Linked DNA regions of Rattus norvegicus: region 1 is linked to region 2. The links are chromatin contacts, called in public Hi-C maps. All regions are on one chromosome and are shown on one strand. Each heading gives the region's core, a stretch centred on a gene start, on an enhancer-like site or on the middle of the called end of the contact. The rest is flanking DNA. Distances are from core to core; before and after follow the strand shown.

Evidence for each region. A called contact is a pair of places that touch in the nucleus more often than the background predicts.
Region 1: a contact with region 2 is called in a Hi-C map of the A7r5 cell line, with 3 times the contacts expected there. The contact joins two enhancer-like sites. A contact is called at or near these places in 2 of 12 Hi-C or Micro-C datasets (the A7r5 cell line and Schwann cells).

Annotation. Positions count from the first base shown.
Region 1 is chr1:15,660,564-15,664,512 of GRCr8, reverse strand. No RefSeq gene overlaps it. Among named protein-coding and RNA genes, the nearest start is that of Tnfaip3, 120 kb to the right of the region's middle. Within about 2 kb of position 2,557, at least 10 of the 93 cell types and tissues checked have an H3K27ac peak or open chromatin away from gene starts, as enhancers often do. A contact at or near this core is called in the A7r5 cell line, where this site is marked.
Region 2 is chr1:15,471,670-15,475,448 of GRCr8, reverse strand. No RefSeq gene overlaps it. Among named protein-coding and RNA genes, the nearest start is that of Tnfaip3, 70 kb to the left of the region's middle. Within about 2 kb of position 1,583, at least 5 of the 93 cell types and tissues checked have an H3K27ac peak or open chromatin away from gene starts, as enhancers often do. A contact at or near this core is called in the A7r5 cell line, where this site is marked.

The DNA of each region.
Region 1 (3,949 bases), core at 1,308-3,807, 190 kb before region 2:
GTGTCTGTATCCCCGTCCCTCCCTCCCTCCCTCCCTCCTTCCCTCCCTCCCTCCCTCCCTCCTTCCCTCCCTCCCTTCCTTCCTCCCTCCTCCCTCCTTTCTTACTCCCTCCCTCCTCCCTTCCTCCTTCCTCCCTCCTTTCTTCCTTCCTCCCTCCCTCCCTTCCTTCCTTCCTTCCTTCCTTCCTTCCCTCCTTCCTTCCTTCCTTTTTTCCTGTGATAAAGAAGATCACATCCAGGGCTTCATACATGTCAGACAAGTGTCCTCCACTAAGCTACATGTCTGTCCCTCTCACAGGGACAATTGTGATTCAAATTCAGGACCATCTGGGTAATCTAAAATAATTTCTGCAAGCCAAGATCCTTTTGATTAGTTGAGTAACATTTATGGGTTCTAGGAAATAGGATCTGGTTGGTGTCTTTTCCTGGCCAGAAATTGCCTGCCATACAATGTTCCTGAGAAAACCTGATCTACTCAATCTGTAAGCTTAATTTATCATTTAGACATATTTACAGTTGTAACTAATGCCTGAATGTTTACAGGGATTATGTTTTTGACGTATCGTTTGTACAACAGTGTGAATACTTGAAAGTGAGTTATTCCCAACACTCGAAGTTTACAGGAATCCATAAGATAACAAGTTAGACTTTTCAAGATTATCCAGGCTGCAGCCCACGGTGTGTTTGAGGACGGTGATCAATGCTGCCAACACAAAAATCACAAACTTACTTAATACATTGTGAGACTTCCTTTTGCATTTTTGAACTTGATTGCCCACTCCCCCAGCTTTGACTTTGTAGAAGACAATAACAGTGTCATTGAGTCACAATGTTAACAGAGCAAGTGACCAGTTGATTAGAACCTGCATCAAACCTGCCAAGCGTACACATCTACAGCATTTGTTTTGTGTATCCATTCATCTCTTCTGTGTATGTATGTGTGTATGTGTACATGTGCATGCATGTTTATGTGCACACATCCATATGTGTGCAGGCATGCTCATGCAAGTGCTTGCACATGTGTGTGCATATCTATGTATGTGTGTAAGTATGTGTGTTTCTGTATATGTTCATATGTGTCTGTCTGTGTGTATGCAAATGTGTATATGTGAATATATGTGTGTGCATATAAATATGTATATGTGTTATGCATGTGTGTGAGTGTATGTATGTGTGCATATATGTGTGTGTGAATGTGTGCATGGGTATATATGTGCATATGTGTATATGCAAATTTATGCATATGCATGTAGATGTATATACATATGGTTGTCTATGTGGGTATGTGAATGTATCTGAATCTGTGTGTGTGCATGTATGTACGTGTGTTTCAGTGATACTTAGTCGAACAATGAACTTTTGTGAATGTTCTCCACATCCTAACATAGAGAAAAACCACAAAGAGAGTCTCCCATACTGGGCATTTACAGACTGCCTGCACTACACATGGAGAGCATCTGTGGGACTTTCAGAGGTCAGGACCAGCTTGTCTGCCTCTTGAGGACTCTTGTGCCTTGTACCTCTCTGCTCCTCCTCACCATGAGGCAGGGGATTGCTGCAGTATGCTCTGTGTGCCGCTTCTCTGGATTGCTAAATGTGCCCTGACTTCTGAAGCTACTTTTGGAGAAGGACTTTGGCAGGGAAGTGACCTCACAATCACTCCATCTGTCAGGCACAAGGCTGAGTACAGACAGGGGTTTCCCTTCATTATCTTGCTCACCACAGAGACATAAAGGTTTAAAAAAAAAAAAAAGCTTTGCTTGAAGCTGTTTTCCTTTCTTCTCAGCATATTCATTTCCTGCCCATTGGTACATCTTTTCCTCCAAAAATCTCCCACCAATGCCTGCTGCAGGATTCCTACATGACTCCCTTGAAGAATTTATGTAGAACGCACTACATGTAACTTCACAGTGAAAATGTGGCTATCAGTCAAGGACTCTCAGGGGCACTTAGGGCAGCTGCCGCTCGCTCCTCAGAATGTGAACCTTCGGGTTCTTTTGTGTCTTCTGAAAATTTTCTTCTGGTCTTTCTTCAATTTGCTGTGTGGCCCAAAATGTAGGCAATATTGCATTTAACATAGTTTACGTCGCTGAGACTAGTGCCCCTGAATGCCCTGGACATGATGAGCCGTGGTAACTTTACAACTTACAGCCAGCACCATATAGCTTTGTTAACTATGCTGTGTACATGTGTCTTTGATCTTCAGAGTTTGCCACAAATAAGAGTTTAGTTTTCTTCCTTTCAGTTAGTAAATACGACATGCCAGGACCAAAGTTGTGTTTTTCCTTCCTTCCTTCCTTCCTTCCTTCCCTCCCCCTTCCTTCCCCTCCCTCCCTCCTTCCTTCCCTCCTTCCTTTCTTCCTTTCTTCTTTCCTTTCCTTTCTTTCTTTTTCTTTTCCAACTGAGAAAACCAGAAAGGGATATCTCAAATAACTGGAACTGGGTTAAAAAGAGACCTTGTGTGTCAGAGAAATATAATCTTCTTTGATCATTACTAGATAAAGTATGCCTCACTGCAGATGACAAGTGTGAATAACCTGAATTAGTCTTATTTTTGAGTCACTGAAACAGCACTTCCTGACCACTCCGGGAGTTTCCTTGGATGTTAACCACTGCAATGCAAACACGCCTGACACCAATTAAGCCCTAAGAAATTAACTTAGGAGGGACTTTTATGGCCCCAGGAATTTTTTATTTCTTCTGTGCTAGGTCAATGGGTATGAGAAAAAAAAAAAAGGTAAGTAGGGGTATTCCATAATTGTCAGAGTGAGAGAAAAGAGACAGGTCAAGGACTCAGACCATTGTAACTAACCCTGAAGTATAGTGTAGTGTGCTTTTCTGTTCCTAGGAAGCCGTCTGCTTTCTAAGGTTGAGTCTTCTAGCTCCTGTGGAAATGACTGTAGGAAATTAGAAGAGGAGGGAAGAATAGAAGATCGGGAAGCTCACAAGAAACCCTGGATCCTGCCCACCAATTCCCACTTAAACACTCCTTGTGGGGATTAGTCATTGGGTCTCAGCACTTGCGTGTTTTGTTTGCATGGGACTGTGGGCATTCCCTGCAGGAATTTCTTTTTGTGCCATTGAGATTAGCGTGAGACATTTCCAAAACTCGAGCAAAGGATGATGACTAATATAGGACTCCTCAATTGGGAAATTTCATAAGGGTTCCGGCAGAGGCAGAAAATAATGAGTCTAACGGTCTGGGGAATTGATCACAGAAGCATATAAAAATAAACAAATGCAGCAGGAAAATTTGTCTTGGTAGCAATAATGTCAAGTTCCCAAATCTGTGTCAATAAATTCCCAGACTATCCATTTTTACCCAGAAATATTTTCTGAGTATGCTAAAGCATGACCGAAACCCACATGCCTAGCAAAGTAAATTTCAAATTAATATTTTCCATCAAGTTATTGATTGATTGATTATTTACTTCATGTGTACTTTTATACTGTCTGCATATATGCCTTTGAGCCATCTGTGTACTCTAGTGTCCCTGGAGGCCAGAAGAGGGCGTTGGAGCTCCAGAAACTAGCATTATAGACAACCGTGAGCCTCTACTGTGTGGGTGCTGGGAGTCGAAGCTAAGTCCTCAGAAGAAGAGGCAGCGTCCTTAGTAACAAGGACAGCTGTGCAGTCACCGAAAGTAAGATTTAAAGTTCTGAAAACACATGGGTGCATCTGTTCAGAGACCTATGTCAAGGGACAGGAAGCACGTGGCCCTAAGTGCTGGGGCACTTAGATTCCACAACTTCTACTTCTCTCCCTTTGAGTACTTTCTAAGCTTCAACTTCTTATTTTTAAGCCGGGAAACTATTTTTTTCCCTTTACCTAAGCTATTAGGAAATTCAAATGAGAAAACTAATTTGAACAAACTTTATGGATTGTAAACCTTTGTTCCCATATAACTTGTACCTATTAATCATAAGTCTATATTAGTAGTCCAGTCCGT
Region 2 (3,779 bases), core at 334-2,833:
AGGGAAACGAGTAGCTTGGAGGAGGGCTCCTCCTGATGCCTTTATTTTAGCATTTAACACGTTTACAGAGTATCTCTATAAGGTTCCAACAAAGGTGCTGGGCACTTCAATATACACACTGTGTGAGAACACCCTGCAGCCCATTGTTCATGAGGAAGCGAACTTAGACCTCATTTTTCTTGTGTTCCAACATGGGTTTTATGAATGTCTTAATTGGTCGTTTTAATAACTTGCTTTAAAATTTAATAGGGCCCTTTATATAATCATTAATTATAGCATTGCCATATAGTCATGTGGCTTTGGGATCATGAGAATTGTGCTAAAGGCAGCTTGCTGACCTTTGACCTAATTAAGTTCTGTGCTGGTAGTGAAAGCTTTTCCAGTTTCCTTTTAGTCCTCCATATCTTATACGATGTTCTAAAATATTCGATAACACCTTCTGTATTCATGACTTCTGAATTCTAGTAGTTATACATTATAACATAAAAGTTTTTTCTTTATTTTTATGGCTGTGGCTCTGGCTCTGTTTCTCTCCCTCTCTCCCTTTCTCCCTCTCCCTCTCTCTCCCTCTCCCTCTCTCCCTCCCCCTCTCCCTCTCTTTATTGGACAGAATCTTATTTAACTCTAGGCTGCCCTGGAACTGACCTAGCTATATAGCCAAGGACGACCTTGAACTTCAGGCCTCCTGTCTCTGTTTCACCACATTCAGTTTATGGGATGCTGGGATCAAATTTTGGGATTGGTTGGTGTCAGACAAACATGTCTCACTGAGCTCTACCCTCAGCCCTAGAATACAAAATATTAAAGAGCCTAAGGACTTTTCTTCTACTTCACACACACACACACACACACACACACACACACACACACACACACACACACACACTTATACATGTGCACCCTGTCTGTGTGGTTTGAGGACAACTTGCAGGAGTCGGTTTTCTCTTTCTATCAAGTGGGTTCCAGGGACTGAACTCGGGCTATCAGTTTTAGTGGCGGGCATCTTTACTTGTTTCTCTTGCTCAAGACTCTTTATTTAGGCTCTCCCTACCCCAGAACCTGAAATATACCTGCTTTAAAAGAACACCTTCGGACAGGGCCTGAGAACATAGTTTAAGACCGTCATCTGAAACATTTGGGTCATACCTTTGAACTCAAAAAGTCTTTGGATTTTAGAGGCACCATTCAGTATATATTGCACGCTGTCCTCAAGAGGGTCGGAGGCAGATCCTTTTTCTCCAGCACATTATTATCTGCATAACAAAGGATGTGTGCATTTCTACACAAGGTAATGTAAGTGGAGCACCACACTTCTGATAGTAAATGGGTCAGGTTTTATGCTGTGAGGATATAAACCTATACTTTTCAGTTTTCAGTAGAAAACTTGAGAGTGCAGATAAGTGATGGCTGACTGTCCTTCCTATCTGAGAGAGATTTCTAAGCTTAGTTCGCAAAAGAACCAAACTTGATTGTTTGGCTAGGAACTGGAATTTTGGCAAACAACTCAGACAGCTTTGATGCAGTGGGGGGAACAACTTCAAGGAACAGTGCCCAGGGCCGCAGTATGAAGGCCTGGAAAACAGACAGGAACCTCCACCGGGTTATTTTTAGCATAAGCCTCTTCCAACATGTTCTTTTAAACACCAACTTGAAGGCCAACTTCACAGAGTTCTTCCAAATTTTGATTGGATATGAATGTCCAAAAGGCATAAACATACAAAAAAAAAGAAAAGAAAAAAAAAAAGAAAATCAGAGCAAAATGAAGGAGGAGGAGGGGAGAATTACTACTTTAACTCCATCCCAATTGATGATGCACGTACTTATCTTCATCTGTTGATTGCGTCCTGGGGGTCAGACGCTGAGACCAGGAACTATACAACCACAGATTCTACACCGAGTAACTCTTTTCATTCCTAATTCCTCATTCCTTCTTCACCTCTCACATTTGGTAGAGCCTGTGGGCACAGCCACAGAAGCATCTAGAACCTTTCAAAGCTCTAGCTCCACCTGCTGGAGGATAAGAAAACTCACCAGTGTCCTACCACTCACAGAAGAGCATTAGGCTAATCCCCACGGTTGAGAAGGCTTTGATGCTAATTGGGTTAGCACCGAGAAAAGTGTTCCTAATATAGTTCGTGCTGCTGAAGATGAACTGACCTTTCTTACAGGAGTCTCACCTTGTGCCTGGGCTCCTAAGACAAGCCCAGAGCAGAGCTCTATTTCCGATCCTAGTGATAGGTAGTATGCTGGACAGGATAAATCAGAACAGCCAGAAACTCTTTCCTGGGTCTCCTGGAGTTTGCCTTCTCCGAGTGTCCTGAAGCTGTTTGTCACAACCACTTACTATTTCCTCTGATCTCATTCTTTTCTCTGCACCCTTCAGTGCCCGCTATATTCACCCACTAAGGCTCAGGTTCCAGCCCCTTCTACGTACCTACTTTGTTAGGCTTACTTCTCTGGTGTGTGTGCATATAGAGAAATCTGTTATCTCTGCAAAAGCCGCCATATTGGGGTCTGCTGGGAGGCTCTTGATCTCTCCGTAGGCAGGTGTGCATCTCTGCAGAGGGGAGCAAGAACCAAAGGCAGACAGATCAGTACCCACAAGCAAGAGCATGACATGCTATTTTTAGACGTGCTGGCTTCTACAGAAATGGAGGATTTGAATAAGTAGAGGGGAGGAACAGGGTGAGGAGAGCAGAATGAACATTCGTGGGTCTGGGAATGAGTGTGAACCATGGAGAAGCCATGAAGGCACATGATGAGATGGAATGGGGAACCCCCCTTCCCAGTATCAGCTCCACAAGAGCAGGGGCTTCATCTGAATCCTTTCCCAGGTTATCCTCTGGGCTTGATGACTCGATGGCAAACTCACCTGAATGAGTGTGTGAGAGAGAGAATGGACTGAAGGATGTTGCAGTGGTGATGGTTGCTACAATCTAGCAAACAGCACCTTAAAATGTATCTAGATGTTTGTAAGTTCTAGACTGCTTTAAGAGCATCTGGGATGCCAATAGACCACCCGGGGGAGAATCTATCAGTCTGCCTGAATGTGGAGTGGAGGGGTCACAGTGGTCACAGAGAGGGTTATTTCTGTGTCTGACCCCACAGGAATCCTTCCAACCACTGCATCCAGAATTTGGGTTCAACTCCTTACTAACTAGATGACCTGGAACAAATTTCTCTTCTCACATCCCTTGACACAACCTCTGGGTCTTCTACCAGAATTTGGATTTTTTAGGATTCAGACTTGAAGAAGGCTCTTTTCTCTGAGTATCTTCTCTCCTTCATGCCATAGGTTCTACATTCCTGTGTATGCAAACAGGCCCACATTTTTACCTCCTGTCAGACCCCACATCTGGATGCTTGCATGGTTCAACTCTCCATTTAAGTGCCCCCTTTCTTCGTACATCCCATTTCTTTCTCAGAACCCGTTTCTACTGTAATTACTGGTTATAAGGTATGCCAGTTACCCAGATGCTGAACTTAGAGTTCTTTTCCTGACTACCGATTTCTCTGATTCCCCCTTCCCCAAGCCCATCAGTCAGTCACCATGACTCTACCTCAAAGATAAGTAACATCACCAGAAGTAGTGAGTGTTGATGCCTATGATCTTGATACTTGGTAGATCCAGGATATGGAATTGCTCTGAGTTTGTGGCAAGCTGGGCTACAGGGTGAGTTCCAAACCAGCCTGGGTTACAGAGTGAGACATCTCAAAAGAACAACAGAATCAGGTGTCTCATTACTCACGTGTATTCATCTTCCTTAGTCCATGCTCCA